Linked DNA regions of Zea mays: regions 2 and 3 are each linked to region 1. The links are chromatin contacts, called in public Hi-C maps. All regions are on one chromosome and are shown on one strand. The core of a region is the stretch at or near the end of the contact, and the rest is flanking DNA. Distances in the headings are between cores, read along the strand shown. Region 1 holds the start of LOC541693 (indeterminate growth 1). Region 2 holds the start of LOC100193159. Region 3 holds the start of LOC100279121.

Region 1 (3,871 bases), core at 787-3,286:
ATTAGAATTTTTTATAGATTTTTTATGATCTCTCTAGTAAAAGATTTGGAAACTAACTCTTAACTTCACTACTATATCTAATGCACTGCATTATTGCACTGTTGTGCTACTACATATATACTTGCAGTAGTACTATTTCACAATTAAAGTACTCTTCAATTGCTTCATATGCTGTACCTATATATGTTCCATTTTTGAAGGGAATGTGTCATGATGACCACATGGACGACTGCCATAAAGTTGGTGCAGGCAGAGGATGTTCATTCCCAAATATGCATGCAATAAACATATTGCATGTACATATACTGGTTTGACCAGGGACTCATGGTTTTTTCACAACAGTAGTACTATGGGCATATATATATATATATATATATATATATATATATATAGGGATGTGATCATGCAAATAGTTTTATGACAGGATGCATGGAAACCCTAAAATTGTAAATGAAGGCCACATGCGCTTGTATATATAGTACTCCATCGGTTCTTTTTTATCAGTCGCGATTTAGTTTAAAAATAAATTAGTGGGCGACAAATATATAGTATATTTTTGTTGGTAGTATTATTGCAACCATCAGAAGAGTTCAAGAACCGTACTCACTCGCAGATCGTGCTGATGACTTCATATATTTTTGGTATCTATATATATTTAGGTTGCTTCAGAATCACCCAATGTTCTTGAAAAACTATGTATATATAGGAGTATATGTACTGATTAACTAGGTCCATGCATGATATGATGTTGGTCAGTGAAGGAAGATAGTTCATATACATGCATATGCTCGATCCTTTTTGTGACTAAATTAACAGGCTCGATCGATGGAACAGTCGTCGGCGGCAACCTGCTGGACCGATCGATCCCGTCTAGCTAGGTTTTCTCTCGATCCGTCCGGTGAGAGATTTAGGCTATTATATCCAGCATGCTTGTTAGTAAAAATGATCAGCGTTTACAATTACAGCAAAGCACGTCGTCCATGCATATATGCACGGTGATCATGAGATGAGATGTACCTGGAGAAGAGGATGCCGCAGTCGCAGCGGTACTCGCGCGTGCCACACCCCTTGACGTGCGCCTTCCAGTCCGACTGCACGGCGTAGCGCTTCCCGCAGCGCTCGCAGCACCACCGCTTCTCCCCGTGCTTCCGCGAGAAGTGCTTCTTGATCCCAGTCAAGTCCCCCAGAGCTCTGATGGATGGATGGATGGATGGATGGATGGATGGATGGATGGATGGATCGATGAGATGTTATGCTATGTCGCTAGCATTCCCTCGCATATATGCAGGAGCAGGACCGTGCATACGTACCTCGCCGGGTCGTGGTGCACGCACGTGGGCTCGGGGCAGACGTAGACGCGCTTACGCGGCGGCGTCGGCGCGGCCTCGCCCTGCTGCTGCTGCTGCCTGCCGCCGGAGCCTGCCGCCGCCGACGACGACGGGACGACGAGGCTGCTGCGCTGGCGGAGCTTCCAGGGGAGGTTGTGGCCCCGGCGGTGCAGCTGCAGGTTCTGGTCCCGCTGGAACCCCTTGTTGCAGATCTCGCACACGAACCGGTTCGTCGCCACCAGCGTGCGCGGCGACAGCGCGATCACCTCCGCGCCGGGGTCTTTTGGTTTTAATTTATTTGTAGCACATTGATTCATTAATTAGGTGCATCGGTCGGCGTGATTGGTCAGCCAATTAACTACTACGTACCTGGGTTCCCCGGCTGGCTTCTCTTCCTCTTGCCGCCGCCCGCGGCCTGCTTGTTGGTGAGCTCCTCGGCCGGCGGCTGCGGAGGTGGCGGCAGCGGCGCGGTGGCCGAGGCCGCCGGTGCGAGGAAGAGAGGGCTGAGGGCGTAGCTGGCCATGTCCCCGCCATAGGAGCTGGATCCAGTGGCCTCGTGGTCGTCAGACGAGAGATCAGAGAGCATCATCATCTGCATCGTCTGTCGTCGATCGCTAGCTAGCTAGCTACCCGCTGCTGTCCCCTGCGCTTGTCTCTCTCTGTTTCTTGGTCTTCTCTCTTGCAGTTCTGGCCGGCCGCCGGGCTAAGCTTTAGCTAGCTACTGATCCCCTCTCTACTTCCTAGCTTCTATATATAGTAGACCCATGTGGTTCTGTGGTCTCAGCTAGCTCAGTGCTTCTAGTGCTGTCCAAGCGTGATTATTTGAGAGAGGAGAGGAGGGCAATCAGATTATTATTATTGTATTATTGCAGGAGAGGATCGGGGAAAAAAGGCGTCAGGGGGAGGCAGCAGTGCACTGCAGTCTGCAGGCGGTTTGGCGTTGCCCTCTGCAGGCGCAGTTGCTGCAGCTAGCCAGGGCAAGGCGGGCAACATACGTGTAGAGAGAGATGCTGCAATCGAGTGCACTCCCTCTGCAGGTCCAAAAAGCCACGCCCATCCATCCAGCCAGACGTGCTATTGCTATGCCCCTCCCTCTCTTTTTTCCCCCCTTTAGTTTCTGCATCTATCTTTTTATCAATGGCAGCTAGCATGCATGCAATGACGACATGTGGTGTGGAGTGGTACAACCTGAGCAGCTGTGTCATTGGAGTATTTAGACCAACTCCAGCAGACTCCCTCTCCGTATCCGTATTTAGCACGGCCAACAGTTTCTCTCTCCTCTCCGTATCCGTCTCCGTTTCCAGCAGACTCCGTATTTGCACTCCGCATGCAGTCTATGACAACTGGGGCCCGCGAGCAGGAGGGGGCGCATGCAGTCTTGTGCGGAGAGGAGAGAGAAACCGTGGAAAAGGAGAGTGCAGGTACACTGCGTGTGTTTTGCGGAGACGGATGCGAAGGCTGCTGGAGAGCGAAATAGTGACTCAGAGCGTGTATAATAGGGATACGGAGTGGGATAGCCAGTGCTGCTGGAGTTGGTCTTACTTGCCTTATTACCACCAGGCGATGAAAATGTACGTATTAGTAAAGAAAAAAAAGGCCTAACATATATATACATGCACACAGACCATTGAGGCATTGGCAAAAGCAAGCTAGCACCAACCAACCTTTAGTTTTTCTTAGTAACTGATGAGCTCGACATAGGGAGTATTCCTACTATCTTTGTGTGCGCAAAGTAGTTGAGCTCATTCTTGTGTGTGTGTGTGTGGCTGGCCTGCGACTGTGCAAAACTGAGGTGCAACTGAAAAGGAAGTTGCCTATGTTTTACACACCTCTAAGCTAGCTAGCTAGACAGCAGGGACTAGTTCACTTTCTGTTTGCAGTGAGCCAGCTGCTAGCCTTTCACCACAAGCTAATGCTCAGATTGGTTGTATGTTTCTGCATGCAGTACGTGGGTGTCAGTCAGTCAGTCAGCCAGTCACGCACACATGTAGCTAGGTTAATTAGCAGAAGAATTAATTTAAGCCATCAGCAAACCAATAAAAAAAGAAACATTATTAGCCTTTATCACTACTGCTTTATACTTTTCGATCCCTGCTTCTAATAATCTCGTCTGGATCGGAGCTCTGGTTCCGCCTGCCTGCCTGCCCTGCAGTCAGAGATGACCAATGGAATTGGAGAAAGGGCACACACAAAAAAAAAGAGTGGGCAAATGGTGGAGGGAACACCGGCCGAGCATGCATCGCACACACCGTACCAGGGGATCAAACTCTCACCGTACAGTGAAAGCAAAAGTTGCACAACCACTCACTCATTCACTGACCCTCTTCCCATCAGGTTTTCATCTGTGCCCCCCGTCACCTGGGCTGCTCATCGATCGATCTGCATACACGCCTAGCTAGCTAGTGACTGACGTTCAAAGGCAGCTTTCTGTTTATCCTTACTTGCAGTTGCAGGTACTACGTGCCGTGCATCTTGATGCGCAGGTACGGTTTGTGTGTGTGTGTGTGTGTGTGTGTGTGTGTGTTAGAAAAGGCTGTCTAGGG
Region 2 (3,871 bases), core at 538-3,037, 410 kb after region 1:
CAAAAAATCAATCTCTCTGTTGTGCTAGATTCAGTATTTTCAGAAGGTAGAAAAACAAGTAATAGTGTTCTCAATGTTACAATCTGCTAACTGAAACAATTAAAGAAGGATCATAAATACTTTATCCTAGACTGACCCAAAAATACCACAAAAACATACCATTCTTTGTTTTTCTAACTTGAAGGGAGTAAACCTCTCTGAATCCCTATCCAATATTCGAACAAACATCCAGCCTTGACTGACTTCCTAATCATTATGAAGACCTTTGGGTAAGCTTCATGTTCTGAGGCACTTAAAGCTGGATACAAGACAAGCAAGGTGATAACTAATAATCTCAACCTCGAAGTGCCTCAATTTTTCTAAAACAAGCGGAAGACAGCTATGATGGTTCACAAGATGAAGCCCTTGAGAGTGTTACTTGCTATGAAAGCTTAAGCTAACAAGTAAGCTAGACAAGCTATTTTTTCTCGAACACGTAGGAGAACTATACATCATTATATTAAGAGAAAAGGAAGAGTCTAAGCTAGACAAACCAAAGATTACTAACTAACACAGCCACCTTCTGGTGGCCAAAAACACCAATACACAAAAGGATCCATGAATCTAGATAAAAAACAGATCAACCATCTAAACTCAACTAAAGACCGAGAATAGGGGTAGTTCGAAGGATAGCTCCATAGCCCCTACTAGCCCCCAAACATCCTTCTCTTGATTAGCTTTTTTGAGTCACATTCAGGTTTGGAGCCTGCCTATCAAAAATACAGTTATTTTAGTGCTTCCATAGAGTCCAGGCTCCAAGGATAATTAGGGAATTCAGCCCCTGCTTAGCTACACCACTAACTTGGCTGATGGCTCATAACCACCAATCCATGAAGCTGCCATCATGATATTAATAACTGGTTTATGATGATCATCATGTGGGACTTGTGATTTGTACAAAAATTACAACACATCTTCCTAATAACCAAGTGGCATCTGCTGTTGAAGCAGCAACTCAATAGTGTTAGTTATCCTATCCAGTAAAAGTGCCAACTACTTGGTGAGCTTCCCACAGTTCTACTGGCAATCACATTGTAGGAAAATTTTATTCTTCAAGCATACCTACTACTCTTTGAATTTGAACTTGAATTTTCACAAGATAAGACATTTGAAACCAAGCACATTGGAACCAAAATTAGATTACGGGCCAAACTTCAGTTATGCAACGCTATGCCTGATCTTCAGTTTGATTCACAAAACCAAGCTAAAATTTGCAAGCTTTTATGAGCACACTCACAGGCCTGCGGCAGGAGCCCCTTCTCATGCACCACTCCTCCTGCTCAATCCGACACCGTGTCAAGGAAAGGAGGAAGCTAAAGCAATCTCCAAGCCAAAACCACCAAGTGCGAAGAAGACAAAGAGTACCCCAGTTTTGTAGCCTCCGGTTCTTGAGGGTTTTCCACTTGGGCGCCGGTGCCTGGTAAATCTGCGCCGAAGAAGTCACCGCCGCCGCGTCAAAATACAGTGGGATCGAGAGAGAAAGAAACAAAAACGAATAAAAGGAGACGAGATTTGCCGATTTGATGCGTGCAGTACATGGTGGAGGAGCTGTGATTGCTCGGAGTGGGAGATGAAGTCGGGGACATAGAATAGGGTGGGGATGGCCCCGACGGTGTAGTCGGCGAGGCTTCTCAAGGCCAACGCCGTGGGGGGGCTCTCCTGCTCCCCGGCGGCTGCCGTGTGTTGGGTCGTCGTGTGCTCCATTGCTGTTGCTGGTGCTGGCGGATGCAGTTCGAGGTTACTTGAGGGGTCGTCGTGTGGCGTGGGCCACAGGTAGGCGTTGCATTTGACTAACAGTTAGGATCAGACCACCCCCAGCCCAACTTGAGAGCACGGCCCATCCCATCTCAATTCCCAATACAGTTATTAGTTAGGAAAAGATCCAAATTACTTCCCTCGTCTATTAACATTGTTCACATAATCCTTAAAAGTATTTTTAGTACATTTTTTACCTTCACTTTTTTTAGTTGATTCAATTTACCCTTTAACAAAATTTGTCTTTTTTCATTTTATGTACAAACTGAGTTTTATATTCAAATTCTGTTGGCTATTAGCTAATAGCATAATTTAGTCTAAAAATATAATATATATTGTATAATTATTTTGATAGGTTAGAGATCAGATAATATAATAACATTATTGGTACAAAACTAAATATAAAATAATGATAAAATTTCTTAATATATTTCCTAAAATAATGATGAAAAATTATCCAATTAAAAGTTAAATTTCAAGTTCATAATTTCTGAGGTGATTGAAGACACCATAATAGAAAATGTATTAAAAAATTCATAATTATTTTATATTTAGTTTTGTACTAATAATGTTATTATCTTATCTGATTCCTATCAAAATAATTATAAAAATTTATAATATATTTTGATGGCTAAATTATGATATTAGTTACTAACCAACAAAAAATAAATTGAAAACTTAGTTTGTACATAAAGAAATAAAAAATATAAATTTTGTAAAGGTGTAAATTGAACCAACTCAATGGAGTGGTGGGGTAAATTAAACGAAAAATATTTTTTCCTATTAGTTATTATTAATCGACATTCGCTTTCGTCTTTGCCGCCAAATCACCGGCCCAACATGAGACACGGGGCATCATATCACTATTGCGAGCGAGTCCTCACCAAAGGTCCTCAGAACTAATAAACCCTAGTTGTTTCCAAGTTTGATATCAGGAATAAAAAATCAAACTTCAGTCAAAAGCCTCCATGGACTGAAGGAGGAGGCAGGGTGAACCAGATTAAGCATCCTAGAATGACCCAAGCTCAACTTCAGTGTTGTGGAAGCGAAGGAGAGGAAAGACATACATGACACGCTCGTGGGAAAAAACAAGATTGCCCTAATTATGTTTTGTATATCATATGTATAGCAATCAAGGGTGTTGATGTATTTTCATATGAAGGTGTGTACGTATGGATGAAAACAGTCGGTAAACACTAAAACCGTTATTGTTATCATATTTTTATCGGGAATGAAATCAGAAACGGTAACTCTAGAAACGGAAACGGTATCGGTATTGGAAACATCGAAAACGAAAGTTCGGTATGGAAAATACACTCGTAACGATCGAAATTTAAAATACAATTAGTAAATATATCAATATAAAAATATCTCAGTATAACAAGTTCACAATACGACAAAGTTTACGAAGATCACAAAGACCATAAATTCACAATTCACAATATAACAAGTTCGCAATATAACACGTTCATAAAGATCACAAATTCATAATATAACAAATTCACAAGTTCGCAATATAACATGTTCACAAAGATCACAAATACATAATATAACAAGTTCACAATATATCGAGTTCACAAAAAACACAAATGTCACAAGTTCACAACATATAGTATGTGGTGGACGGGCAACTACACCTCCTACCCGATGAAGCCATCTTACAGAAGGTGTAATAGCTCTGGTTTGATATCTGCAGGATATAGAACCACGATGTTATCTAGCAACATCGTATATAGGCTTGTCGGGTATCGTAATTAGGGGTACCCAAATTATGCCCCTAAACATGCTTAACACCTAGACTACCAAAAGACACATTCCCTGAGGGCAAGAAAGGATAAGCCACGATTCGCCCAAGACCCCACTAGACGGTCGCTCGAAACTCCGCCTCACCCGAGCCTGTCCTCGGACAAAGGCAGCGCTCGAGGAAATACTCGCCTCGCCTGAGGTCCCCTCTCCGCGGAACAGGGGTTTCCGCCTCACCCGAGCCAGTCTCGGACAGAAGGACAACCCTGAGTCGAGCCTTAGTCAAAGGTCATGGGAACTGCAGGGACGTGAGCATTCAATGCGAATACCTACC
Region 3 (3,871 bases), core at 962-3,461, 330 kb after region 1:
TACTGAAATTGCTGTTTTTTTTACATTTTTCAATTTTGTCTCTGAAATTATTAATTTTCGGTAGCCAACAGAGGCCGATAAAAATAATCATGGCATATTTTCGACAGCGGCATCTGGCCACCGAAAATAAGAATTTATTTTCGGTGGCTGACTTGTTGGCCACCGAAAATAGCTTATTTTCGACGCCCAGATGTCAGCCGCCGAAAATAATGGCTTATTTTCGGCTGATTTTTTATGGCGCCGAAAATGACTGTACCTGCTGTAGTGTCCACTCAATCAAAGAAGCAAATCAAGCATTTATCATAAGAACATGTATTAAGCACACCATTTCCTATAAAAATAGTTTTTTTGCATTTTACAATTCCTAGTTTCCTAGAATTAGGACTCCTAATGCTTAGGGAAATTTTACGTGCAAGATTTCAAGGTGTGAAATCCCTTTGTCTTCATGAATGAAATGATAAGGTGAATAAGAGTATAAGTAGCACAAGATGAGAAAAGATTAGGGATAATATAGCAAGAATTAAAGTGGCAAAGGTAAGTAGACAAGTGTTTGACCATGTCTATCTAGGCTACATCCTACAATCATCATTATATTATATTGCTCTAATATCACTTCTGTCACACCTGAATTTTAGGACAAATCCAGATGCATCTCATATATGTGCTAGAATAAAGTTTCACACATATGATAAGTCAGTGTACGTAAACCAATGTCAGAATAAGCTTCACACATATGCCTTTTTTTTTTGAACGTCGCCGAATTAATAATTGGATGCGGTCGTACAGTACAAGTATTTACGTACACGTAAGATCAATCGTACATGTACAGTGCGCTCGATCGGCCGCCCTCGCGTGTCGTATGTAGCTACACGACCTAGAGGAGGAGGAGGAGGAGGATGGCGTGCGGGAGCAGCAGCTGCAGTAGGCGCCACGACGAAACAGAACCTGCACACACACACGCAGTACAGATGATCAATTGATCAGTACGTACGTAAATCCAATTATTAAGAAACTTTGTGTTGGGTCGTCATGTGTGTATATATGTGGTAACTGGTAAATTAATGACGATGAATGGCACACAGAACTCGTGAAAACTGTGTGTGTTAGGATTACGAGCTGGTGCGCGACGAAATGAAAAATTGCCGTTTGGGGCCGACGACGAATCGTGTGATTACCGTGTGCGGGTGGAGACGCTGTGGAAGGCGGCGGCGCCGGCGGCGGGGCGATCCCCTGCTTCGAGCAGTCCGAGCCGAAGGAACCTGAGAGCAGTATTTTTATTATTATTATTAATCAAGGTTTAGGAATATACACGACGTACGCGGCGTGGCAAATTAAAAAGTAGTATAGCTCAAATGGCGAGCAGATGTATCGGCCACATACAGTTCTTGACGCAGGGGAGGTAGGTTTGGTCGAGGAAGTTGACGTATCCCGGCTGGCACTCACAGGTGTAGCTGAAGCCCTGGCCCTTCCTGCACTCGCCCAGGCCGCAGTCGATGATCACGCAGGCTGCACATATATAGCCATGCATAGAGAGAAGAGCATGCATGAGGGCTACGGTACCTGTACTAGCTAGTACATGCTGCTGTATATATACTCACGGTCCGTGAGGGGTATTCCTCTCAATGAGAAGAGGCTGAAGTTGTAGCACGAGGAGTCGAAGGTGCCTGCATGCATCAAGCAACGACAACAACAACACAGATGCATGGACGGTCGCGCGCAGGACGAGCTCTAGGTTCAATCGAGAGTACAGGTACTTACAGTCGGGTATGATGCAGGGCATGAAGGGCAGGACCGTTAGGTTGAGCAACTTCGGCTGGGACCAGCCCGGGTCGCAGGTGCACTTGTAGGAAGCCATGACCACGGGGAGGATCCCCGGCACCTCGCTGCAGGTGCCCTTGCCGCACTCGGCTGTGTCGCAGATGGTGCTACTGTCTGAACGTACATACACGGCGTCAGGAACTCATGGCCACCGCCACCATATAATAATATAGAGAAACGAACTCATGGTCCGACAATATAATATAATAACAGAGAAAAAAACGAGAACTCACCGGTTGTTGCTGCTGCTCCTGGCCTTGCTCCTGCCAGGGCTAGCAGCAGCAGCGCCGTCAGGAACAGCGCCAGATCTGGGCTCATGGCCACCGCCGCCATCTCGCCAACGATGGACGACGATGACGCAATGCAGGGACCGCGCCCGGGACGCAAGCTAGTTATGTATGCGCGCGCGAAGCCTTGGGTTTAACGACGCCGATCCGACCATGCGTAAGCGCCGCCGATCCATCTCGCAGCTGGCAAGGCAGCGCGACGGCGACATGTATTGGCTCCTGCTGGCCTCCTAGGACTTGTCACCTGGACTCGTTCGTTCGTTCGTCGTCGTACCCGTGAACAACCAGGCAAAGCGTTTGGACGCGTGGACGGTGCACCCGTGGAAAAACCTTCTGTTTTGGACATGAACCATGCCAACCGGCGGCCTGCACCAGACATCAATATCAATATAATGCTACGTACGTTTCCAAATAAGCGCCGCGGGCGCCAGTAATGTACACGGCCGGGTTCTAGACGCCTCTTGTGTCTATTGCTTATATATTACTAGCGTAAATTCACAACAGTAAAACATAAAATTTTCGACGGTCAAAGCCATCGAAAATAAGACCTAAACCTCGAGACATTACTTATTTTCAACAGCCGATGTCTTATATCCGACGGCAACTATCTCTCGATTGTAACGGGTTAGAAATAGCATTATTTCTGACGGCAGCCGTCGGAAATATCTATATCTGACGACCGTATAGAGTCGTCTTATTAGTATTATCTGACAGTTGTTGAAAATAAGTGATACGTCCGACGGTCGTCAAGAAAACCGTCAGATATAATGCGGCCGTAGAAGATTTCTCTGTCGTGATTCTAGTTTCCTTAGTTACCTTTTAAGTCTGATATTAATTCAAATATATACAAAATATACTAATATTTACAGTATCAAGAATAAGTATATAGTCAGACTACTTTTAATACCAAATTTCATGATAAAACCTACTTAGAGACAAACATATTATTATTTTTATAAGCTAAGTCAATTCCAAGAAATGTTGGATATGACCTTATCTCTATCTTCTTTGTCTATATAAATAGGTCCTACTTGTACCTAGTACTGACCACCACAAAATATATCTGTTTTCCCGTGTTTTTTCTCCACCTTAGGGGAGTTTTTTCACGTTAAACTATGTGTCTCTTTTTTCATCTGTGATTCTAACAATAGGTATCTAAAGCTAAGGTTTAGACACTTTATTCGCAGCCTCCGTCGGTTCTTCGTTCAGAAATAGATCGCACCTCGCCACCGGTAGTTCATCTGCTCGGAATTCGTCCATCTGCGGAAGATGCCGGGTATAGATCTACCGTCGTCCCTTGTGTGGGCCCTCATCGGTGCTCGTGTCTGTGGTACCCTCGCTGCGCTGCACTCCCCAGCAACCATGCCCCCCCCGCTGCGTTGCGCTGCGCTGCTCTGCTCTGCCCTGGAGCCTAGAGGATGCTATTGGCCTGTCCTCGCTGCGCTGCTCATCCTTGGAGGAGGAAGCTGACGGTTGTTGCAATCTAGGTTTACCTGAGAGCTCTTTGCACATCACGGACGGTCCAGCACCCGACCGCAGACCGTCCCATGTTCTACTGTGGACGGTCCGGTGTCGAGCCGACTCCATGGCCCATCACATTGTGTGCCATCCCTAGGGTTCGTTAGTATTTGGACCAAAAAGACCAATGTACTTTTTGGCGACTTCGATGGGGACGATTGTGTTTCAGATCTATCAAAATTGGCAACAAATGACTAGTTCTAAGGGTCACTCGGATATCTCATAGGACAACATCCTTAGGGTGACTC

What was found. A called contact is a pair of places that touch in the nucleus more often than the background predicts.
Region 2: a Hi-C map of leaf shows a contact between it and region 1, with 5 times the contacts expected there. The contact joins the promoter of LOC100193159 here to the promoter of LOC541693 in region 1. A contact is called at or near these places in 7 of 25 Hi-C or Micro-C datasets (ear, leaf, root tip and 1 more) and 1 of 3 datasets of contacts at active chromatin or transcription factors (leaf).
Region 3: a Hi-C map of ear shows a contact between it and region 1, with 3 times the contacts expected there. The contact joins the promoter of LOC100279121 here to the promoter of LOC541693 in region 1. A contact is called at or near these places in 3 of 25 Hi-C or Micro-C datasets (ear, endosperm and leaf).

Annotation. Positions count from the first base shown.
Region 1 is chr1:245,249,216-245,253,086 of Zm-B73-REFERENCE-NAM-5.0, forward strand. It overlaps LOC541693 (indeterminate growth 1), which reads right to left and starts at 2,037. Exons shown (of 4, transcript NM_001111439.2): 1 at 1,698-2,037; 2 at 1,311-1,608; 3 at 1,018-1,191. The coding sequence starts at 1,926.
Region 2 is chr1:245,659,720-245,663,590 of Zm-B73-REFERENCE-NAM-5.0, forward strand. It overlaps LOC100193159, which reads right to left and starts at 1,788. Exons shown (of 7, transcript NR_153803.1): 1 at 1,576-1,788; 2 at 1,102-1,465; 3 at 160-246.
Region 3 is chr1:245,576,512-245,580,382 of Zm-B73-REFERENCE-NAM-5.0, forward strand. It overlaps LOC100279121, which reads right to left and starts at 2,212. Exons shown (of 6, transcript NM_001152162.2): 1 at 2,052-2,212; 2 at 1,759-1,932; 3 at 1,599-1,664; 4 at 1,381-1,506; 5 at 1,176-1,259; 6 at 727-945. The coding sequence starts at 2,151. The coding sequence ends at 875.